Regions from separate parts of the Mus musculus genome. Here regions 1, 3 and 4 are each linked to region 2. The links are chromatin contacts, called in public HiChIP or PLAC-seq and promoter capture Hi-C maps. All regions are on one chromosome and are shown on one strand. The core of a region is the stretch at or near the end of the contact, and the rest is flanking DNA. Distances in the headings are between cores, read along the strand shown.

Evidence for each region. Promoter capture Hi-C pulls out the DNA fragments that hold promoters and counts their contacts. HiChIP or PLAC-seq counts read pairs in DNA pulled down with a chosen protein or histone mark.
Region 1: a contact with region 2 is called in a promoter capture Hi-C map of embryonic stem cells, with 2.2 times the contacts expected there. The contact joins the enhancer-like site here to the promoter of Adgrg5 in region 2. A contact is called at or near these places in 15 of 39 promoter capture datasets (the 3T3-L1 cell line, 3T3-L1-derived adipocytes, the C10 cell line and 8 more), 4 of 484 Hi-C or Micro-C datasets (bone marrow-derived dendritic cells, embryonic stem cells, germline stem cells and 1 more), 2 of 115 datasets of contacts at active chromatin or transcription factors (embryonic limb bud and stem cell-derived neural progenitor cells) and 2 of 9 other capture datasets (adipose tissue and liver).
Region 3: a contact with region 2 is called in an H3K27ac HiChIP or PLAC-seq map of embryonic stem cells, with 2.2 times the contacts expected there. The contact joins the enhancer-like site here to the promoter of Adgrg5 in region 2. A contact is called at or near these places in 8 of 39 promoter capture datasets (the 3T3-L1 cell line, the C10 cell line, embryonic stem cells and 3 more) and 1 of 115 datasets of contacts at active chromatin or transcription factors (embryonic stem cells).
Region 4: a promoter capture Hi-C map of pre-B cells shows a contact between it and region 2, with 5 times the contacts expected there. The contact joins the enhancer-like site here to the promoter of Adgrg5 in region 2. A contact is called at or near these places in 20 of 39 promoter capture datasets (the 3T3-L1 cell line, the C10 cell line, the HPC-7 cell line and 12 more), 3 of 484 Hi-C or Micro-C datasets (embryonic stem cells and myocytes), 1 of 115 datasets of contacts at active chromatin or transcription factors (memory CD8 T cells) and 1 of 9 other capture datasets (liver).

The regions. Positions count from the first base shown.
Region 1 is chr8:95,184,113-95,187,107 of GRCm38.p6, reverse strand. It overlaps a transcript of Kifc3 not described here. Among named protein-coding and RNA genes, the nearest start is that of Gm31277, 16 kb to the left of the region's middle. Within about 2 kb of position 1,562, at least 9 of the 459 cell types and tissues checked have an H3K27ac peak or open chromatin away from gene starts, as enhancers often do. A contact at or near this core is called in embryonic stem cells, where this site is marked.
Region 2 is chr8:94,922,414-94,925,166 of GRCm38.p6, reverse strand. Adgrg5 (adhesion G protein-coupled receptor G5) reads right to left here and starts at 1,473. Exons shown (of 12, transcript NM_001145972.1): 1 at 1,410-1,473.
Region 3 is chr8:95,270,346-95,273,305 of GRCm38.p6, reverse strand. Cngb1 (cyclic nucleotide gated channel beta 1) reads left to right here. Exons shown (of 33, transcript NM_001195413.1): 17 at 2,341-2,503. Among named protein-coding and RNA genes, the nearest start is that of Cngb1, 35 kb to the left of the region's middle. Within about 2 kb of position 1,290, at least 6 of the 459 cell types and tissues checked have an H3K27ac peak or open chromatin away from gene starts, as enhancers often do. A contact at or near this core is called in embryonic stem cells, where this site is marked.
Region 4 is chr8:94,526,818-94,529,673 of GRCm38.p6, reverse strand. Nlrc5 (NLR family, CARD domain containing 5) reads right to left here. Exons shown (of 49, transcript NM_001033207.3): 49 at 2,402-2,856. Among named protein-coding and RNA genes, the nearest start is that of Cpne2, 4.8 kb to the left of the region's middle. Within about 2 kb of position 1,288, at least 22 of the 459 cell types and tissues checked have an H3K27ac peak or open chromatin away from gene starts, as enhancers often do.

The DNA of each region.
Region 1 (2,995 bases), core at 313-2,812, 260 kb before region 2:
TGAGATTACAGTGGGTTCCTGAGGGGCACCTGATAGGACCGCAGGTGACGAGTCTGTATCACCTCAGGGAAGCATCTTTACTGTGAACAGCTGGGAAAAAGAAACGAGGGAGGCCAGGTACTTTCAGGCCCATGCCCGGCTCACTGCTAATTTAACAGAAAGCATCTATACAAAGAAAGAGACCTCCTGGTGAATGTAGTCCTGGAGGTGGAACTCTTTCTTCTCAGCTGGCGAGAGGGGCTTCAGCCAGACTCTGCTCTGAGGAGTTCCTCTCTCTCTGTTCCTCATGCCCCCATAATTTTCCTTGTTTTTAAAATCCTGCCTCAGTAGAAAAGGTACTTCCTTAGCGTACATTAAGCCAGACTGGGAAGGCAAGGGCGCGTTTGATGGATTTGAGAAAACGGAGAAGCCCTTCACCCAAGCACTTGGTTGAAGCCTTTGCCAGCCAATTAACTACAGCTTAAGGCCGTTTCTCCTTCCTAGCCTTGAACCGCACCAGAAACTCCATTTTCAGGGGAAAGACATTGCCAAAGCTGTGTGCAGCACTTCATTTGTAGCCTCTGACTGTGATTCCCTCCAGGGCATCTCTGGAATCACATGAAGAACATCTCCTATTAAAAGAGAGAGGGGATGTTGCTGGAGAGATGGCTCAGAGGTTAAAAGCACTGACTGAGCAGACCAGGGCTGGCCTTGAACTCACAGAGATCTGCTCGCCTCTGCCTCCCAGATCCTGAGATTTAAAAGTGTGCGTCACCACACCTATTTAACAATAAATCTTTAGAAAACAAAGCAAAGCAATCTTTCAACTCTGCTTTGACTAACGGGTCAGCCCTGAAAGTCTCAGTGTGGAAATCAGACTCTGATGAGGTCATTAAAGGTCTCCAGGCTGATGAGGGCGGCCATGTAGAAGAGGGACTGTCCAGTCACGGCTGCCAGCATAAGGCCCTGGGTTTGAACATAAGGAACATCTTTCTTCATCATCTCGTCAGAACTTATGCCACCTGTAAATTCACTCTGACTCCCTTCCCCAAGGGTGACAGGAAATTGGGCAATCCTACTGGTGTATATTTGACACACAGAGAGACTCATTGAGAAACCTCTGGTCTCTTTCTATTCATAAAATATTAATGATGCGTAAGGGAGACCATTCAAATTACAGCCCTTAGTAATCAAATCCTCCTCCTCAACTCCAGAAAAGGAAACCTCAAACAAAAATCCAGGTTCCTTGTTGTGGTTTGCTGTATCCCCCTCTTGACTGTATCCTTCTGGAATTCCTCTGATACTCCAAAGTCATCTTGTTACTTTTGTGAATCTTGAGTAAGCCCTTATTTTCAGTTCTTTGTATAAGAGACCAGGAACCTGGAAACATCAGGTCCCATCCCTGATAGCCTGTAATAATCCAAGGCTACACTCACTCCTGAGGTTGGAGGTGTTCGCCCATCTGCCAAGCTTTCTGAATGACAGGCTGTAAGTTCAAGGGATGCCCGAGTACCCTCCCCAGGTCGGCTGCTTTACTACACAGCTCCCAGCATGCAGGAATTTAACTGCTTAAACTGACTGGCCTGTTCAAAAAAGATGAGCTGAGGGACAGAAAGGGCTGGGCCAGAGCTCAGGAGCGCTCCCCACCCCCTGCTCCTACCCGGGGAGTTGCATTCAGCAAGTCTTGGAAGCTCAGCCAATCTCATAGCGGATTGGTTGGTTTGTTTAACGCTTTTACGTACAGAAGCCAGTCTCTAGCTCCTGCTGCCTGCAGGTTAAAGGAGAGAAAGTTCCAGCTCTTTAATCACTGGCTATCTGGTGACCAACCCCATCCCGAGGCCACCCAGTAACGATTAAATCATCCAAGTCACACATGCTCAGGTCCACTGAAAGGGGCCCCATATCTACGTATTCCCGGCAGTGTCTCCCTACGTAGCCCATGCTGGCCTTGAACTTCTGATTATCCTACTTCTGCTTTGCATGTGCTCAGGAGAAAGGGGTTTGGTTTTTGTTTTTTTGTTTTTTTTTGTTTTTGTTTTTGTTTTCTTTGGTTTTGTTAGTTGTTTGTTTTCTGAAGTGCCTAGGCTCTAGGACCTTTCTCAAACTTCCTAATGCTGTGACCCTTTAATACAGTTCCTCATGTTATGGCGACCCCCAGCCATAAAATTATTTGATTGCTACTTCATAACGGTAATTTTGCTACTGTTATGAATCAAAATGTAAAGATCTGATCTAGCCTGGCAGTGGTGGCACACACCTTTAGTCCCAGCACTTGGGAGGCAGAGGCAGGCAGATTTCTGAATTTGAGGCCAGCCTGGTCCACAGAGTGAGTTCTAGGACAGCCAGGGCTACACAGAGAAACCCTGTCTTGGAAAACAAACAAACAAACAAGAAGATCTGATTGCTACCCCAAGGAGTCTCCACTCACAAGTTGAGAACCACTTGGTACCACAACTAAATCTATTTCCCTGTATTACAGAATTGTAAAGGAATGTGAAGTCCTTTCATGGGTTATGCTCTGTTCTGGTCCTAAAAGAGCTTCCTGGGTCACAGTCAAGCCAGGGAGGTTTCTCAAAGCTCAGTCCCTGAGTGTCTGAGGAGAAAACCAAACCCATGGAACTGATGCGTGTGGGTGGAGTGGCGGTGCTGCCTTGTTCTAGCCACGCGGGAGACATTGTTAATCCGCTTTTCTCCTATGGTAACTCGATGGAAGGAGGGGAGGAAGCATGGGCCACGGGAGCCTGGTTTAAGAAGGGCTTAACACGAGAATTTGCACCTGTCTGGGCAATGCTGTCAGCCCAGCCCGGGTGGCTCTGTTTCTCAGTGGCACCGTGCTCCACAGCCCACAGGCAGGGATCTATCTAGCTCTGCATCAGATGCTAGCCTTTCATCTGGGACCAGGAACACAAGAACGATCTTAGGTGTCTTCCCGAGACTCTGGACCTGAATCTCTTGCCTACCCTACTCTGGAATGTGTAGAACCCTCCCTCCCCACTTCCCTTCCCTCAAACCCCTC
Region 2 (2,753 bases), core at 224-2,723:
GCCCTGCTGCTCCCAAGCAGAGGCACACAGAGAGGCAGCCTGACCCCATATATAACTGAAAATCAAAAGACCAGAGCTGAAGCTCACCCCATCCCCACCCCAACACCCCAGACAGAAGCTGTGGCTGCCACTTCATTCTCACGGGCAAACCTTTGCTTTTGCTTGTAACCTCCCGGTACCCACCCTGTCTCTGCCGATCAGGACCCAGGCATCATCAACCTGTCAACCCTCAGCCGTCAGGTTTCTATCTGTGCAGTTCATCACTTGAAACCCCCTTTCCTGACTTTCCAGGTGATTCTGGAAGACGGCAAGACGACATAATACCACAAAAGCCAAGCGTTTCCTTGGGGCTCAACAGCAGCCCCGTAGCCAAGCTGGGACCCAAACCTGGGCTTTCAAATTCCAAGCCAGCACCAGCAGCAACTCCCCAAAGGTGCCTGAAAAGCCAAGTGGTGGTAGGCAAGTGAGCAAGTATTTTAGGTCAGTTAAAATTGGGAGATTAAGATATACGTGAACAAGAAAAGGACCTTAGAAAGCTATGGGTTTAATAACCAGCTCCACTATTCAGTGCCCAGACTGCAAAGCACTGGCTTAAGAAACTGGCCTCAGTGACCTTCCAATTTCCTCGTGTGCAAAACTAGGCCAGAGAGACCCATTTCCCAGGGAGAGGAACTCAACCATTTCTAGGACTCTTTCCTGTGGGAATCAGCCCCTGCCCTAGGTCTAGTCCTCTAACTGTAGGCCTTGGGCAGGAATACATCTTCAGTGCATGGGGCGTAGGAGCCTCTGCTTTCCACCCAGCACAGATCTCGTACCTCAGCCACGCCAGGTCCTGCCCAGGACAATCCTCCTGCTTATACATGGCTCCTCAAACAGCCATCCCTGCTCACCACTGGCTGGGCTCTGCCTCTGGCTTTCTCTAGGTGCCCCTGGCTGGGATGAGGAATGGGCCAAGTCGATCAGCATCAAGTCACAGCCCAGAAAGATGCTGCTGTCAGCTCTTTTAGAAGTGGGCAACGGGGGCCACTGTAAACCACCAAGGAGTCTGGCCCCGCTTGTCTGGAGGTCCTTTCTCTGAGACCCTGTGTCTCCCAGGCTGCACAGGAACTTCCTCAGTTCCTATTTGCCGGGCGCAGAGCATCTTACAGTCTACCCGCTGTCACTCAAGCCTTGTGCTACACGACTCACCTCGTTTTCTATATGAGAAATCGGGATTCGGGAAAGCTACCCCCCCCCACCCCCCAGATATAATCATGGCTTAACTTCACTTCTGAAAGTAGAGGCTTCTCTGGAGTTGGAAGGAGGTGGGTCCCTAGCTTGTCACTCCTGGGATGGCATGAGATCTGTGCACCTGGGGTCTGTGGATGGGGACCAATGGGTGGGAGGGTGGAGGGGTCCAGGGGACTAACCTGTAAAGCAGTCAGCGGCAGTCACGTCCTCACTGCTGTCTCGAGATGGTCCTCTAGCTTCTGCAGGGAGAAAAGGAAGTTGAGAGGAGTTGAAAGCTGTGGCTTTTCTGTTCACCTCGGCCTACTTACTCCCGGGCTTTTCTGGCCTCCCTTCACCCTATGCTCCTGCCTCACTTCTTTTGTGGTAGCACTCTCTGTTTCCTCTGAGCTGTCGGCTAGATCAAGGTCCCCTTGGTCACACTCTGGGGGGGGGGGGGGGCGGGTGGAGGGGGGGAGACTGGGCTCAGCCTCCCCAGAAGTGCCAGGAGAGACAGACAGCATGGTGTTGTGGAGGGTTCAGGACGGTCCAGCTCTGCACCCTTGGGCAAGCTATAGCTCCTTCCTAAGTCTCAGTTTCCCCATTTATAGAAAGGGAAAATTTATATTTTTAATATATATATATTTCCTCATGTATAACAGCAATCAGACCTGCAAGTGTCATAGATGCTGAACTGATAGCCTAGAGAGGACAAGGACGCAGTTCCAGGTGGTCCAGGGCAGATCTCAGGAAGTATGGCCAGAATAGCAGGGAGAGAAAGCAGACTAGCCTCGCCTTCAGTCAGAAGTCCCACGAGCGTAGCCTATAATACCAGCTATGCTCTCTACAGAGTCCTAAAGAGACCACGGAAGTGATTCAGAGATGGGGAGCCTATCCAAATTCCCTGCAGAAAATCATAACTCAAGAACCTCTTCTGCTCCTGCGGTAGTGGGGCTGAGGGGCACAGAGACGCAGGGAAAGGAAGAAAGCACGGGTCCCAGCACAGTCTTCCTGCCCTCCACCGCTCAAGCCAGCTTCTTCACAGTCAGTTCCTCATAGCTCACAGTGGGTGTAAGGGGCTCAGAGGGAAAGGGGGCCCCACCCCAGATGCCATCAAAGGTTTTGCAGGGCCCCTGTACAATTGTGTCTCAACTCCTTGGCCAGACTCCCACTGGGTGACTTAGATAAGCATTTGCCCTTTTTGCACGTTGTTTTTTTTTTTTCCTGGCTATTGTCTTTAGTGGTGTTTGGCCTCAACCCCAGGGCCTTGTGCACGCCTCGAAAGCATCTGCTGGCTGAACCACCGCCTTAGCTCCCACACACCCATGCTTTAGTTTACTATAACCAGACGTTCACCTCCTGGCCTTTCCTAGGGAGGGTGGGGGAGGCGGTTGTCCGGGATGCCTTGGGGACTGAACCACCAACTCCTTTATGCTCCGTGGTGAGCAGCTGCACAGAAGGCCTAGGTAGAGAGCTCTGATCCCCAAGTCCCCACAACCTCTGTGTTTCCTACCTCACTGTTCCTGCCTCAGCTTAGGATGCCGGTC
Region 3 (2,960 bases), core at 41-2,540, 350 kb before region 2:
ACCATGCCTCAAAAAAGAAAAAAAAAAGGAAAGACCACAAAACTCCCAACTGTTTGTCAGTTTGTCAGTGATGCCTTAGTACTTCTGAGCTGTGGCTGACTCTGAAGCAGGCCTTTGAATTTTCCTACCCTGCTGTTCCCTTACTGGTAAACCAGAAACAGTAACAACTGCCCTGCAGAGCTGCTGGGGAGGTGAACACACCCTGGTATCCTGGTGAGAGCCTACAGTTACAGACTCTCAGGAAGCTGGGGCAAGAGGCCAGAACACACTGCCAGCTCAAGCCAACACAGCAAGACCCATTTTAGGGGAGGGGGGGGGCGAGAATAGATGTGAGTACTTGACATTTAAAAACAAATACCAGAAGCTAGGCACTGGTGACACACGCCTTTAATCCCAGCATTCTGGAGGCAGAGGCAGGCAGGCAGATCTCTGAGTTCTAGGCCAGCCTAGATGACAGAGAGAGTCCCAGGGTACACCCCTAAACCAGCACTGTGGAGACTGAGGCAAGAAGATTGGGAATTTAAGGCCAACCTGAGCTACATAGTGAGACCCAGGAAGGAAGGAAGGAAGGAAGGAAGGAAGGAAGGAAGGAAGGAAGGAAGGAAGGAAGGAAGGAAGGAAGGCAGGCAAGCAGGCTGGCTAGCAAGAAAAGTCAGGGTGTCTTTATCCACATGTCAGAATCCACATGATGGAAGGAAGGGAACCAACTCCCACAAGCTCTCTCTCTCTCTCTCTCTCTCTCTCTCTCTCTCTCTCTCTCTCTCTCTCTCTCTCTCACACACACACACACACACACACACACACACACACACACACACACCAGTGTGTACTTCTACTCCACACATAATAAATAAACTATTTTTTCCAAGACAAGGTTTCTCTGTGTAGTTCTGTCTGTCCTAGAACTCGCTCTGTAGACCAGGCTGGCCTTAAACTCAGAGATCCAGCCAGCTGCTGCTGCCTCCCAAGTGCTGGCATCAAAGGTGTGCGCCACCACTATCACCACCACCCAGCTAATAAATGTAGTTTTCTTAAAACTTCAAAAGAAGAAAGAAAAGGGAGGGAGGGAGTGCTGAGCTATAAGCACATTGAAATGCTTCACAGTAAACAACATTTTAATGTTCCTGTTTCTAGCATTATTAGTCTAGAAATCAATATAATGTAAACTATCTCATCTGAGCTGCCCTCTACTGCCTGCTTGTTTCTTCTTTGCGCTGGGGGATGGACGTGATGGGTGGAGTCCTGCACAAAGCAAGCAGGGGTGGGGTGAGATAGGAGGGGGGGGAGAGGCGTTGCCCTGCCTGGATTCTTGAGTCAGACTTCTTGAGGATGTAGCAGACTGGCTATCCTGGGCCTAGAGCTGAGACCATGCTGGGAGCTGTACTGGAACCCCGAGGGCTAACCTTTAGGGTTTTTCCTCTTCTCCTTCCATGGGGAGCAGTGGGCAGCAGGTAAGGTTTTTATCTTCCCCTCAGCCTGGAGGACCTCTGTCAGTATAGCAAATGATCTGCCTCAGCTTTTTTTAAAAACCTTTCCCATTCTTGGTGGTCCTCCTGGTGTGTATGTGGGGGGGAGGTTGATGACTTAGTAAAAGAAACGCCCAGGTCTGAGGCCCCTTCTCCTCCCCATTGTATAGCTGTAAGCTGTGCACTGGATTTCTTGTGGTGGCCATGAAAAGAAACATCCCAGGGACAATTATTTCAGAGTACTTCCCAGCCTTGCTGGGGAGCAGGCCTGTAGCCTGCTGACTCTAGTGTTGTAGCCTAAAAGGTGTCATGCCCCGGCCATCCCAGGAAGTACCTGATTCTGAGGAAGACTCAGGTTTTTCAGAGGTCCAAATAGGCAGCAGGTGACCTCTGGGTGCTCCTGCTATAGATGTAAATACCCTCCAAAGCAGGTCCCTAGACAAACACATGGCCAGGACAGCAAATACATCGGAATTGGAGTCTCTTCAAGAATCCAAGGCTTTGGCTTCTACCCTTCTCTACAGGTGTGGGAGACATGGTTTCTCCTACCTTCAGAGGGCAACAGATGGACCTGTCTGTGTAATATTTAGTCCCAGCCTCCCCAGATCACTGCTAATTTCCATGCTGAGAAGCTGACGAGAGAGAGAGAGAGAGAGAGAGAGAGAGAGAGAGAGAGAGAGAGAGAGAGAGATTGATTGATTGATTGATTTCTGGAACATTTAGGCTAAAATTCCAGCTCCTGGGATTGGGTTTGGGATGGTGGAGACACACAGAGGGCTTCAGGCTGCATGGAGCTTGGCTGGGGGCCCCAGGGTGAGGAGAAACCCTTCAATGACAGCCCTAGGACCTGGCCTCTCTCTCTGACTCTCCACAGTACCAGCCACAAAGGAGCACCCGGAGCTCCAGGTAGAAGACACGGATGCTGATAGTGGCCCCCTCATCCCAGAGGAGACACTCCCTCCACCTGAGAGACCACCACCGTCTCCTGTCAAGTCGGACACCCTCACAGTTCCCGGCGCCGCTGCAGCAGGCCACAGGTTACCCATGATGACTTGCTTGCATCTCTATCTGAGCTGTGCGGCTGGCTAGCGGGTTTGACAGATGGGGCAGACAATAGAGATGGGAAGTAGCAGGACTCAGATCTCCTCTGCCTGCGCGGCTGAGAAGCAGTCTCAGCTGCAAGACAGAGGGATGCTTTGTAGCAAATGCTATTGTTCACATATACACTAAATGTAACAACTAGCCTCTGCCCCCTTTTTAAATCTTGCTTCAGTCTACGTTCTGGCAGCACATCGCTTCCTAAAGCTTCCGTGTGCTTTATAAATTGCCAGAGTCCTACATCTTGTTTATTTTTCCTCTCTTAGTTTTTCTTTTTAATTCAGGACTTCACATCCCAGTCAAAAGCTCACGCTCCCAGAATGTCTTAACAATTTAAAAATACATTTATTTGGCATCCATTCGTTTATTTAGTGTGAGCATGTGCCGTGGCATGCA
Region 4 (2,856 bases), core at 39-2,538, 400 kb after region 2:
CAAAACAGAACCTAGATGGAGTACAGGAACGTTTCATATGGGGAGGGGGGTTCTTGTCTGCAGAACACCCAGACCTGCAGGCTACTTTGATCCCCAGCCTAGGACAACCCCAGGGTCTCTTTTGGCTCCTTGGAAATGCAGAATGCCAGCCCCAGGAGGCTCAGGCTTGCTGAAGCAGAACTCCGACATACATCACATGTGGAGGTTTTTATAGCTGGGCATTTATAGGGAGCTTCTTCATCAGTTCCCCAAGGTGGTTTGGAACAGCGGCTTCTGGACAGCTGTGCTAGGGAACAGAACGGACAAAGCAGTGGAGGGGGGCTTCGGGTCTGAGAGAGAAATGGTAACTACAGTTCCATCGGGAAGATGGACATTTGTGCCATCTTCGACCCTCTCCGATGATGAGCAAGTGACAGGGACCACGAGCTTCTCCCAACCCTGAGGGAGGACTTAGGTGCTCCCAGGCCAGGCCACATCCTGACCCCCGAGAAGGACCTGACACTTCTCATTGGTACCAGCGATGGGATTTCATTTGCTTCTCTCTGTATTTTTAAAAGGAGTCTACTCCCAGAGGAAGCCATCCTTGACACTGGGCCCTACTTGCTTTAGATGAAAACCTGCCAAGGTTCCCAAGCAGGTAGGCGGCAGGAAAGGAAGTTTCTCTAGGAAAAGAACAAGGAGTTGGCACACTGACGTGAGGTGGGCCTAGCCAGCTCGGAATTTGCCAGTCAGCCTGTGGTGTGTTTTGGGGCCAAATAGTGTTTCTTGGAAGTTAGAACTTAGGCAGAGTTAGAGAAAGCCTAATGAAAAACAACAGGCTACAAAGGAAGGACTGTCTCTGTGTTCTAGGCTCCCTGTCCTCGGAGACTACTCTGTGCACATCACTCGGTGCTTGGTTCTTTTTTCAAATTTAACTATCCTGTCTTCAGTCTGGCCAAGACAGGAGTCAGAACAACTCCTGCAAGTCAACCTGGCAATTTCCTAGAAAAAGGAAACAGAATTGGACCTGGGATTTCTTGGTAAACTTCTTGGATCCTCTACCTGCTAACTTCCTGCCCGTGTTTGCCAGGTCTGCCCCTATTCTGGCCTGATAAGAGTGTCCTGGTATGACACTTGTGTTTGGCACTTGGCCGGAGGACTTTCTCCTCGTGCTTGGTGGGATGCCAGAGACAATGCAGAGGGCCAAAAAGGTCAGAACCAAGTCATCCTGGTGAGCCACAAGTATGCTTTGACATACCAAGCGCCTAGCCATAAATGGCCTTCTTTCTCCTTAGTTCTACTGGGAAATTACTGGTGGGCCAACCTGCCCTCTAGTGACACTGAGCCATAACTGCACTCTACTGGCTTGGCTTTTCACAATGTGGGAGGAGGAAGAGGAGGAGGAGGAGGAGGTGCCATTCTATCACTTGGGGGCATCTCTGCATCCTTTATGATACTCAACCCTGAGAAATAAAGGGAGATAGAATATAATCATCACTTATTTGTAGCAGGAACTTTCTTCACCTTGCTTTTCTGACCTCACTAGTTATCTTGTGTCTGTATATGTGCATATATATATATGTGTGTGTGTGTGTATGTATATATATGTGTGTGTGTATATATAAATATATGCACATATACAGACATGTATATATATGTATATGTGTGTGTATATATATGTGTATATATATATGTGTGTGTGTGTGTGTGTGTGTGTGTGTGTGTGTATTGGAGAGAGAGAGAATGTGTGCACGTACGCACATAGTGCACATAGCAGAGGTCCAAGTTACATTTTCAGCCATGTTCAAAATGTGCCACACTCTTGGTCAGGCAAAAAGCAAAGAAGGGTAGTTGGTGTTGTTTCAGGATGATAAGGGAGGGACTGTAGCAACCTGAGGGATGTGTGCCCCAGCTAAAGGTCACATCTGTGTGGCCCCATCAGAGTGGCTTTGCTCCTCCAAGTGGAAGGGCTTGACTGGCTCCCTGCACCCCCACCCCATAGTGTCTCTCATAGACCAGGCTGGCCTGGAATTTGAAATGTAGCAAAGAGAGACCTTGAACTTTGATTCTCCTCCCTCTATGGCCCATGTTCTATATGCATATGCTACCGTGCCTGGCTTTGAGCTATCTCTGGGGAAGTCAGAGTTGAGATATTTTATGTACAAGTTCCCAAATTGAAAACACTGATCAATTCATAAAAGTTTTAAGTATTATGTAAGTCAAGCAAAGCCGTTTCTACCACCTGAGCTTTGATAGCAGCCTCATGCGGCAGGTGAGGTATGGTGAGTTGCTCGTGGTCACGTGACCAGCAACTTCCACCCATTGCCCTTGCTAGTTCACTTCTGTCTGACTCTACAGTTTTCCAGTCCACAGTACACTTCAGACCTCGGAGAAGCAGGAAACTTACAAGATACCAGCTACAGGCGTTTACATCAGACACCAGTTACATCTGCGTTTATTGATCATTTGATATGGAGTGTTGTGAGTTTAGCCTTTGGAAGTTGCAAAACAAAGCAAAACACCATGGAGTTTCAAGTGGTTTCTGAATCCTGCTGAGGTAGTGGGTAGGCTAGACCTAGTGGTCTTGCCTATTATCCTGGAAGTACTTATCCCTAAACCTGTAGCTCGGCTTTGTCCCTTAAACCAGGAAAGAAGAGATGAGTGCGAACTCTCCCAAGGTCAGGTTAACTCCTAAGCCTGGGCTGGAAGTCCTTGGAAGAACACGATTAACAGAAGAGAGACTTGAGGCTCTGGCAGGAGGGGACTTCATGCTAAGTCCTTGGCATGTCCCAGACCCCGGACCATTGGGCCACTCAATTCTTAACTCCCTCTCCTAGCACAAGACAAAAAGTTTCTCCAGAAGGTGCTTATAAATAC